2 separate regions of the Drosophila melanogaster genome follow, and region 2 is linked to region 1. The links are chromatin contacts, called in public HiChIP or PLAC-seq maps. All regions are on one chromosome and are shown on one strand. Each heading gives the region's core, a stretch centred on a gene start, on an enhancer-like site or on the middle of the called end of the contact. The rest is flanking DNA. Distances are from core to core; before and after follow the strand shown.

Region 1 (5,841 bases), core at 1,770-4,269:
TGTCCAAATCGTTTATTTCCTTTGGACTTGCACCACATATGTAACATATGGCAGAGACTCAGTTAGGACATTGCAAACGTTTTCATCCACCATAGTCAGTTGTAAACTATGTTGAACGTTTATCTTTCTATCATGAACAAAAACCACTGATTGCTTTAGAAGGTTTATTTTCTCTTTAAAATATTTCTCCTCTTCAAAAGAAAGTTGACTTGTCTCTCTTTGGAGATGGAATCAAATTGGCCTGCAGTAACGTGTTGAAGACGGCCGATATTTTTCCAAATTATTTTATTTTGAGATTTTGAAATTAATTCTAAATTATTGTTGGAAAATGTTTGTTTGTATTCCCTATGACCTGTACTTCCGTCAAATCCCCATTTTTCAATTAATACTAAATTTTCAATAGAATCGGCATTTTCTGTTTCCACAACATTAGCTTGTAGCTCTAAAATACTCGAGAATCACACAGACGGCACAATAAAAACACAAAACAGAGACTTCGTTTGCAAATTTGACCTTGAAAAAATAAGAGATTGGGTTCGTATATTAACGATTACAAGCACATCCGCAACTTTCCGCAAAAATCTTTAACAGTTTTTTTTTACCTCAAGAAACTCTTTAATACAATGACATAAACATATATATATACATAAACATACATAAACATATATACATACATATATATATATATATATATATATATATATATATATAAACTAAAACCTTACGTAAACATAAAAAAGATGTTCACAAAATACACAAAAAAGGTTAAATCAAATATAATTACACAAAAAATATTAAATCAATAAAAAAAACGTGACATAAAGAATTTATTAAAGTAAATACCTTCAAATTTAAATTCCATTTTAAATTATGTCAACCAGATAACTATCACCGACGTTTTCACTCTTTGAAGTTCGCCTTGTTCTCAATAAAAATGCAATGTGTCCATATAAACGTAGCAAAAAACATGCTCGCGATTTCAGTTCTATTTTTAGAAAGTACCGTTAGCTTTCTAGACATAACCTGTTTTGTCTTGATATGTTCGGATACTTTAGATGATTTGTTTACTTTTCGCAAATCTATTCTGATTCTTTTTTTTCTTAATTTTGGCCTTTGGGTGAACCACTATGCATTGACGTCCCGGGTAGGCTAACGTGTCATGTTGTAGCTGTACAGGTAATAAAGCAGCGGACCAAGGTGGAGTTGCTTTTAGGGTGGAGTTGCAGATAGTATCATGCAATTGAGCTTTTTTGGGGTTTTGTTTGGCGATGACGTTGGCAACCTCGGTGGGGGTGATCGGCAGGTCCATTTGGAGTGCTTGGGACAGCTGGTCGTGATTCGCGTCAACATCCTGGGGACTGGTGAGGTTCAGTGGCTGGAATAGCTCCGCGAGGTGAACAATAAAAAAAGATCCATCCATCCAACCATCTTTTGCGTAAACGCCTATTCTCAGTTAAAAGGAGCAGAATCTCTCTGGTAATCGGGATTTTAGCTGCTGTGGGCCTATGCAGTAGTAGCCAGTCTGGCTGCAGCCTTAATAATAAGGGTGAGAGTGTCAACAGCTTCGTCTAGTTCTCTTTCTGAGTTTATCGCCGTACTCAGGTTCAGAGAGGACTCAATCATGATCATGGAATCGTTACAGGACAGAGTGCCTACCGATTAGTCGCTCCATCTTGAGATAAGCTGTAGCTGTTGCATCTATAAGCGGTAGGTGGTCGGAGCTGAGCTCAGCAACGGAACGTATTTCATCGTGCATATCCAGAATGCCCTTGCTGACAGCAAAATCTATATAGCCTGGGGAGCCTCTACTGCCGAACGGGAATCTTGTAGGACCTCCGGTGGCTAGGGAGCTTATATCTAAGCTTAGGACCAGATTCGCTAGCTCACGCCCTCTTCGATTGGATCTCCCCGCTCCCCATAGCCAGTGGGATGCAGTCCAGTCGCCCGCGACGAGGAGTTTGGAACATTGTTGATTCAGAATGCATTTAAATTCGCTCGTATTCCATATGAACCTCGTAGGGCAGACGCGAGTTGCTCCTCGTCAGTGGCTATTGGTGTAAGAGGAAAGTGGACTAGGCCGGATTTGACCAGGATCGCTGCAACACCTTTGGCGTTACCGTCGCTCAGGTCGTTGGCAGTGTAAGACTCAAATCCAAATATTTTGGGTGCCTGTGCCTCCTTGCAATGAGTCTCGCTGAGCAGCAGAATATCGATCTCGTAGCGCCGCACAAATTCCTGCTAAAATTCACGATGCACTATTTCGTCCATGTGCAGCCAGTTGCGTGCAAGCCTGGCGCATGAGTATCATAAACGGAATTCCGCTCAACGTCTTATGTTAGGTGGATATACTGGATGTACACTGCTCTCGATTGGAGCCAATAAGCCAGCACTCCTGCAGCTTCAATTGGCGTTACTCCATTTGCACTTTGCATAGGCTTTCGTTGCGCTTTGCACAAAAAATAGTCTGCATCACGCGTGTTTCGGCTGTTTTATACTCGGGAACCGCATTAAAGAAGAATAGTGTCATTCACCCAAAAATGGCATTCCCTTCCCTGTGTTGCGAATACTGGTTTTATGCCAGAGTTGATAGATCCCCACCAAACCTCTGTTAAAGTAATACCAAAGTAGTAATACCAAGTAATACCAAATCTTAACCGGACCACCACAAATGAATTTGTCTCTCGAATTTAAGGATCTGACGTTTATTGTATTATTTAAAGCGGCTGCAGCAAATAAAATACACTGACTTACACTTTCCTGTCATATCTAATCCATTGCAGCCGTGAGCACAGCATCCACAATCGCGCTTGATCCAGTTTTATAAATACTATCTCTAACAGCAAAATTACACCTAAGCAGAAGAAATACCTATACAGTTTTGGAATAATTTAATAATATAGATCAGTACCTGCAGCCAATGAACCAACTCCGAGAGCGATAAAAGCGCCCTGCAGCATTCGTAGATTAAGCGGACTGATAACCGTGCTGTCATAGCTTTCGGTTCGACTGTAAGCCTCACTGTTTTTCGCCTGCACGCTGCCCTTGTATATTCTCGTGGCTTCTACCTCCTGGTACTGCTTTGCGTATTCGGCAGCGGTCATCTTATCTAGGATTCCGCTCTCAAACAACTGCATCAAGCTACAAAAATGTTTAAGATGCTGTTTTTTAAAACAATAATTTAGTGGACTAATATTAACTATATAATTAGATATAACTTCCCCGTTCTTATATTCTGTATGGCGTATTCGTATCCCAAGTTATTTGTAAAAAAAAAAACTTAATTATAATGTATAATGTTGTGGTATAATTGCTGACTGGTTGGATCTCTTGCTAGTTTTGTACCACTCTAATTTCAGAGCACTATTTTATTTACTATCTACAATATGTGCCTCAATTTTTGGAATTATTAAAAGTGTTTATCGCAGAAGATAACACAAGCATTCCACTTATTTATTACGGTTTTAGCATGAAAACAGATCTCTTTACTATGAAAATATGTGTTATTTGAGGTAAACAATAACGAGCATCCTTATTGTTCATGGCCGTGCGATTAGATGGCTTACCATTTAAATTTTTGGAAAAATCACTTTACAATCCTGCTTTCCTGCGGAGCTTTTTAAATGAGAGCGCACGTAAGATATGATTTAAACCATCATACTCCCCACAATTACTCCCCCGATTACGTTACGTAAATTTGGTGGGTTACGTAATAGCCGCGCGAACTAACTAGTTCACTACAATGGATAATGGGCCCTAATATTAAACGGCGAGGAGAGATTGACGAATGAAATGACGAAATAGATGAAGATATCTACGAGTAATCGTCCAGTGTGAAGTAGGATGATGAAGATCCTAAGAGTAAGGGATAAGATATAATCAAAATTCTTTACATTCACATTGGGTACCGATTTTGAAGGGTAGGTCCACCACCAAAGTGCATTGCGTTGTGTCTTGCAATGGATCTTTTGATGGGACCGGAGGATCCCCCAGTTGACAAGTTACAATTGGGAGAGTTTGATGCTTCCGTTTTGAAGGAAATAAGCAAGCGAACAAGAAATGTTATCTGTGCGATTAAGAAAAGAGCTGTGCTGCTGCTCAGAAGAGAAGAAGAGGAGGAAATATAAAGGCTAGAAGGTTGAGATTCAGTATACAGATTCTAGAGACAAAGACGAAGTGCAAGTTTGTTGAGCCATGTTGCCACGCCCACTCCAAAGCCCACAAACCGCACAAAACTGCCACTCCCACACTTTTGAACCATTTTTCAAAATTTTTTCATAATTTTATTAGCTATGTAAATTTTTTATCGATTTAAAAAAATGTTTGCCATGCCAATTAAAATTTTCACATTATTACAAGACACTTTTTTAATTGCTTATCTTTGGTTTGAAACTGTTCACGATCTCGTCCCGATTCAGAGTAATCTTCTAAATCTTAATCATAATCCACTCAACCTCGGCCAGAAGCTTTTCTTTAGGATTTTCTTGAACTTTGAAATATGTTTAAGATAACAGCTTCTGCAATTATTTCACAGCATTGTGAAATTCAAATTTGCTGACTTGTGTTTACTTTAGGTTTGGTTATTTATCGGGTGGCTAAGTGTTGGCGACAAAAACGGACAAAGGGAATGCTGCTGAGATTAAAGTTTGAAATTTGTTTATCAACTGGGGCAGAGTTCTATATTTACGGGTTAGATAAATTGCCCACTCTAACGCCCTTAAACCGTACAAAACTGCCACGCCCACAAATTTGAATCATTTTTCGAATTTTTTTTCATAATTTTATTAGTATTGTAAATTTCAATTGATTTGCCAAAAAACGTTTTGCCACGCCCACTCAAACGCCCTTAAGACGCCGAACCGGTCACGCCCATTTTCTCATAAATGATGAAATTTCGCGTTCGCATTCACACTGGCTGAATTACGGGTCGGGGAACTCGATATATTCTCATATTCTCTCTTGTTTGTGGAATATGCCAGCACCCTTTTTGGTGATTCTGAGTTTTTCTCGGTTTCGAGAGTTCAAGCGACATTCTTTCATGGACTTTCTACGCATAAGGATCCCTGACCCGTTGGAACTATTAAGATGATTTAAAAAGGATAGATATGGAAATTTATGGGGAACTGTGATGGAAACTTTCCTAATACCCTACATTGCACTCTAGGGTAGCCAAATAGTTTGTGTTGCGTGTGTTGTCCAATGTGTTTATTCACTGTGCACTTTTGGTCTGGCGGTCACGAGTTAAAAGAATAGGGCCAAGAAAAAATTCTTAATCTCTCAAGAAATTTTGCAAGACCGTACCCGTGAGCTTAAAAAAAACCATTCGAATTGAGGGATAAGTCCGATAATTTAGAGCTGGGCTTACTAAGTGGTGAATGTTACAAAAAACTTAATCCGAACCCATATGTAATATCGGAGATTTAAAGCTAGAAAGGCGTATACTTTAAGGGTTAAATTCATATTGGATAAATATATTTGATAATTATAGTAGATATAGTTTAAATCAAGCGTTCTACACCTAGTTCTGATTTTAGGAACCGATCAACATCATTCTCAAAGAAGTCTACTGATCTGTGCAGGCTTCAAACCGTTGTGACTTCCGGTATTTCCCCGCTGAGCCCTGCAAACTCCATCCTCGCTCCCACACTTATGGATTGTGTGAATTATGTTATGTTCCTACAATTTCGTTCTGCGAGGTGACTTCTTTATAACGCCCATCTGCACATAAATACTAGTGAGTACGATCCATCGCAGCCTGCAACCTGCCAGGTCTTCGCTAGTAAAACCAGCAGTGGCGCCGATGTCCATCGTGGTCTTGGTGGCCTTCATTCCTTCTATGAGCAA
Region 2 (6,128 bases), core at 2,631-5,130, 500 kb after region 1:
GATTTTTAAACTTATTGTTAGTTCTTATACAAGAAGATTCAATAAATAAAAGCAAAGTAAAATAAAAAAAAAAAAAAAAAAAAAAGTTCTGCGTTAATTTCGTTCACTGAGTTCGTTCTTCGTGTGAGGTTAGAGCTAATCGATGAGCTTCAACAAACATTTAGAAAAATTGTTAACGAGCTCGAAGAACTCGATTGGGTTGAAAACGAAAGTGACTTGGCTGGAAAGTTTGATGACATTCTCGTAACGCTTAAATCCTCTATTTCGGGGAAGATCTTAAATCGAGACTCGCAAACGAACTCCCACTCAACTTTTGATGGCGGCGTTGCTTCGCATGATTGTGGTAATCAGCAGCGTTAACTCAGAAATAGGGCAAGATGTCAAAACTATCTCCTCGGTAATTTTTTTTCTCAGCGTTGTCCTTAGTCAACTGACGACTCAATAAAATACAAACATGTATATGCATATTTTAGATATAAGTTAAGACTACCATCCAGCATCCAATCTGCCGAGAAAAAAGCAAACGCCTTAAGCTTTCAAGATAAAAGTGAAGCTTTGACTCGAGATGTAGGGATAGCTTAAGAGATAATGATTGTATTTCTCAGTTGATTTCTGGATATTAAACGCGTTGGTCATCGCCACGCAAATCGAAACTTGAATACCGATTTAGCGCAGACCGCTCTTGTCAATGAAATCGGTAACATTATATTGTTTCGTCGGCCATCGTCACGAAAATAAATAACAATAATAGCATAGTGACATATCGATAATCCTATGTCTTGTCTCACACCATCACCATACAAACCACCATACATATAAGCACTGAACACTATGAGTAAGACATAAAAAAGACCATAAAATTATGAATGATAAATTACCGTGTAAATATCGTTATTGCATAACTGAAGTCGAATTTTTGTTACAATTATATCCCACGCAAGAAGTTCGAAAACAACACATTATTTATGGAGCCATTATAGGGACAATGATAGGCTCACCCCGAGAAGTAATCAATGAAGGAAAAGCACGCGGCTTAAAGATCACCATATGAAGACCTCATCAGCGATACCAGGGAAGCATCAGTAAGTTTGCTAGGGAATTAAAATCATAAGCAACAAATGAAATAAATAAGTTAGACTTAGAAACATATCAATCAAGTAGAATAGTTTATACCATGCGCTAGATAAAACTATCAAGAATTGCATTGAAACGAAAATTCCTGATACACTCTATTATGCTTTATCAAAAGAAAAACATATTCACAATCGGAAACTTAAAAGAAGCAGTAAGTAAGCAGAAGCAGAATTTGAACATTTTGACACTGAAAGAAATGAAATTCGGAAAACTTCAGTAAATAATTACGAAACTCACCATAATCATAATCCAAAGAATCATTTTACCCAAAATCATCACCATCAAAACACTAAGCCATCACCCACTAACCCACTAACATCTCAGGCTATTATCCAAATTATAGACAAAATCGTTATATTTTATAATTATAACATAATAACTATAAACTCACTCACTCAGCGTGTATTAAATATAAATCAAATTCCACCTCATCTAAGAGAAAACTTTTAAGAAAAAAGAAGGAATTCACACCAAGGTAGAATGCAAAACCTAATAAATTTCCGGACACCTACATCGTATAATTTTCCAAGTATGTCTATCAAAAGACAAAGACAAATTAAGAGTAATCAGATTAGAATGGATGTCAATTTCCAAATTGAATGAAATTTACAAGGCTAATACAATAATGAAAATAAATATGAAAAAATGGTCCAAAAATGTGGGTGTGGCTGTTTTGGGCGGTTTTAATGCGTTAGAGTGGGCGTTGCAAACATTTTTTTTTTGCAAATCGATAGAAATTTACTTTAGAATCTGTAAGCTGAATCTTAACATTTTAGATTCCTGAGACCTCGAAGTTTATACGGACAGACATGGACAGAACGACTCGGCTAATGATCCTGATCAAGAATATATATACTTTATATGAAGCGTTTAAGAGCTTCCTTCTTCCTGTCACATACTTTTCAACGAATCTAGTATACCCTTTTACTCTACGAGTAACAGGTATAACTATTTATTGATGCTAAAAAGAATAAGCTATCGGAAGTCTTTTAGATTTCAAATGAGCATCAAAGATTCGAAGTAAAAAGCGAAGAGCGCATTAGCTAAACACTTAAACGAAACACATGACATAAGAAGTGTGTAAAATACTTTTTTGTACAAATTGAGTGCGAAAAATACTGGAAAACGGTAAAATTTTAATTCATAAATCTTTAGAAAATATAAGATATGATATTTAATGGTATAGAAGCTATCAAAAATTTTCCTTCGCTTGGTTTTCCTAAAATGACTTTTACCTCTCTGGTGTGCAGGTATCTGAAAATGTTTTTGACAATCTCAATCAATCTGACGATCTGAAAATATGTTAGAATAATCTTTGTTTGATGAGAATATGAATCAAAATTTTGGAATCGAAGCCGAGAAACTAAAATTTGTTTCTTTAGTGGAACCACCGCGAGGGGTTTTGGCCCTGCAGATTGTATTTCTGAAGTGCCAACTTGTGCCGGTAGTGCGGACTTAATGTTACCTTGTGGTGGTAAACTAATCGAGACAGGTGGAATCACTGGTTGAGAAACCAGTGCAGACAATTCGGAGTCTTAAGCAATCACAGGGTGGGGTACCTCCACAGCGGATTGATCGGATTGCTCCGAATCTTGTTCAGCTTCCGATCTTAGCAACATATGCTGATTTGCTGTGATTGACAGCTGATCAGTTGTGGAGTCCTCTTGATCATTGCCTCTTGCCCGTTGTTGCGGGGCCTTAGGCAGCCTAACACCAGCGGCTTTTTTGCGCATGGAGATTCATCTAATAGTTTAAGGCCATTAAAATGTGAATTGAATGAAAAGAAGATCATCACAGCTACGCCAAAACTGTTGATCAGTTCTTTCAAGCCACCTTTAGTTTGGCGCATAAACGATTTCATCTCGTTCGCAGCCACTTTGCTACGTCATCACTTGTTTGGCCATTAAAACCAGCGCAGTTAATATGCAACATTCACATAGCCAACAAAACATTTTTATAAAAGCAGACAACATTTATTGTTTCCCTGTTTGTCTAAAATCAAATCATTGCACACTGGGCCAGATATCCAATTATTAGGTATAAAGTCAAAAAATGTTGTAAATTGTATTTTGAATTTAACTATATATTATGAAAGAGGATACATTAGACACACCAAAACGATATTTAAAAACATTTAAGTTGCAACACTGAATTTTTTATGCGATATCAAATTCATATGTATGATCAGCTGTTTGTTAAGGCTAAATTGACGCGAAGCTTTTCTCAGTCTTGGCTTTCATATCTCAGTTTGGACTAGTAAAAATTTATATTTATACACATAATATTGTGAGGCATTGTTCCAGCATACTGTACATTTACATAATCCACTTGGTCCCAACAACCAACGGTTAAAAAACTTAAATGTAAGTAATATTCAGAGCTGCTTCGTTACTTACCTTTTCTACAAAAACATTTGTTAGCTTCATTAGTTGCGCCATTATCAAAGGCGTTATCCTCAAATACATAATTATATCCTTTAAGGCTGCCATAGGTTTTTTCGTTTCCCACCCGGTACTAAAAGACAATATAAATTAGTTGGGGCTTATCCCGGAATTCTTGTTCAAAACATACCAAGTTTATCGGTCTACACATGCTTTTTCGGAAGAACTTAACGGTCTCGTTAGGCTGAATGAAGCTTTTGAACTTTGTACCATCAGATGCAAACTCTATGTTGCTGCAATGGTCCCCGTCCCACTGTGGCAGCGTTGTCTCTCCGCGATACGATGCATATAATCCCGAAAGCGCTGGATTGGGCACGCCTGTGTAGAACGTCTCGAAATCCGTTGAGAAGTCGTACATGCGATCGATAAGCCCAACCTTTTCAAAGGAAATCCAATTTGGAAGGAAGGTGTTGCCGAGAGTGGCCAGGGCGGAGGGATAGCCAAACATGAATTCCTTGGCAGTGGTGCGAACTATTGGCTCCGACTTTGTACTCAGTAGTAGTGTCTTCAGAGCCATTCTAACTAAGAACGGCTGGTTGGCAGTAAGGTGTGATATTGCCTAGATAGACAATTTGATTTTCATTAATAATTAAATGTCTCGGACTGTAATTAATAACAAACTTTAAATTAGGTTTTAATAAAACCGGACTTAATTCTACTTTCTTATAACAAAACACCATATTTTATCCGAATTATTTGAAAATATAAAAAAATTATTTTTTTTTAAATTTAAATTTTATTTGTATATGAATAATATTTTTTGATAGGCAATATTCCGTAAAAAAAACGAAAATCAAAAATAAAGTGTCGTTAAGAATGAAGAGAGACCCGTAGAGATCAGTAGATTAAGTTTTCAACAATTCGACATTTCGAGTCTATTGTACGATCGATTGTACGATCGATTGTGCAGGAAAAAGGTAGAATGAAACGGGCATGCTGTGATCAGCATGCTGCGGCCTGTTTGCAAAAGTTCTGGAAAGGAGGTTGTCAGGCGTATGGAACGCATTCTTTTTCGGAAGAACTTGATAGTCTCGGTTGACTGAATGAAGCATTTTTTTTGTCAGATACGTAACATAGCTAATAAATGGATGACGATTTACGCCTTCTGGAAAACAATGACGTGTGACAATCAGTGTCGAGAAGCATTTCAACTTCAAGGATGGGAAACGAAATATGCAGCAATGTGGTCCATCCTCGAACACCAAGACCTCCGATGGGTACGGGAATCGAATGTCCATGGACAACACCACAATATTCAGAAGGAAGACGAACATTTTTCACAGCCAGGCAGTTGACGCTGCCTTATTTGTTGTAAAAGAGCACACCAGAATAATCAATAAAATTGTTAATCAATCCACTTTTTTATTTATTCTTCCCGAGTTAGGGCACCACAGTATATAAGAATACTAAAGGACCCAGTAGCTATTAGCAGGAGTTAGTAAAATACGAATGTTCTGAATGTAGAAAAGAGAACAGAAGGGATGAGCTCACTTCTAGGCTCTCGAAAAACAAGGTGTTGTAGGATAACATCGTAACCCTAACCTAACCGCAAAAAATCCACAAGGAAAAGATCAAAAGAATTAATAAACCAAATGAATAATATTATTAATTGGAAAGTATTAGTCCCAAGTATAAAGGAACAAGGTGATTAATCAATGGACTAGGCTCAGTGGATAAATCCATAATAGGAAGCTTAAGAAAAATACAGGAAGAAGAAGGGTGGTTGAGAGAAACCAAAAGCTGATAGGAAATATGGAGTCTGCGAGGTTAACATCCTGTTCAAAAATTAGTTTCAGAGTAGGATAAACACGTTCATAAGAAGGACATTTTTTGAAAAAGACAAGAGAACTTATAAATTAGAATCGTCGATAGAATTTCATTAACAACAGACTGGTTGGGATTGAATCTGAATGATGTTTCCGAGAAGCTATAATTGCCCAAGATAGTAGTTATCTCAAGATTTATATTCGACAGAGAGGAAGCGAACGAACAAATGAGTTGTGTATTAGAGGAACAGGACGTACATAATCAATATCGAATAATATATGTACGAGCTCTTACAATTAATAGCAATCATTAACAGAACAGATATAATATTCTCAATTAGGTCCCTATTGTCAAGAGGGAAGCGTTTTCTGGCTTAGAATCATAGCACTTCCCATGAATAACACAGAATTTGTGATTACACCGAATTATCTGTCAATTCATCATGATAAAATATATTACTGTATGGGAAAATGTTAGTTCATAAGAAATATATTCGGCGGCCGGAACACCCCAGATGGCACCCAGGAGTACTTTGTATCGACCAAAACTACAAATATCGGGGATCTATATCCGTAACTCCATAACCGCTCGCTTTTAGCAGCTTTTAGGATTTCATCGTCAGGGTCTCAGAAGAACAACCCTCTACAAAACTGGCATTCTTCAAACAACATGGGCATGGCACAACATAGGTACAACTAATGATCACGCTATTGAAGAAAGTTCGGAATGGATTGGGGGTGCCGCAAAACAGTTAACACATGACCGAAGTGAAAATATCATGAAGTT

The links. HiChIP or PLAC-seq counts read pairs in DNA pulled down with a chosen protein or histone mark.
Region 2: a POLR2A S2P HiChIP or PLAC-seq map of the Kc167 cell line shows a contact between it and region 1, with 2.9 times the contacts expected there. The contact joins two enhancer-like sites. A contact is called at or near these places in 1 of 107 Hi-C or Micro-C datasets (embryo) and 1 of 6 datasets of contacts at active chromatin or transcription factors (the Kc167 cell line).

Annotation. Positions count from the first base shown.
Region 1 is chr2L:22,186,837-22,192,677 of dm6, forward strand. It overlaps Ir40a (Ionotropic receptor 40a), which reads right to left. Exons shown (of 7, transcript NM_136296.4): 6 at 2,909-3,138; 7 at 2,690-2,851. The coding sequence ends at 2,748. Among named protein-coding and RNA genes, the nearest start is that of CG3635, 14 kb to the left of the region's middle. Within about 2 kb of position 3,020, at least 3 of the 39 cell types and tissues checked have an H3K27ac peak or open chromatin away from gene starts, as enhancers often do. A contact at or near this core is called in the Kc167 cell line, where this site is marked.
Region 2 is chr2L:22,684,476-22,690,603 of dm6, forward strand. CG40006 reads right to left here. Exons shown (of 10, transcript NM_001042936.1): 5 at 3,706-4,134; 6 at 3,531-3,648. Among named protein-coding and RNA genes, the nearest start is that of lncRNA:CR43927, 64 kb to the right of the region's middle. Within about 2 kb of position 3,881, at least 2 of the 39 cell types and tissues checked have an H3K27ac peak or open chromatin away from gene starts, as enhancers often do. A contact at or near this core is called in the Kc167 cell line, where this site is marked.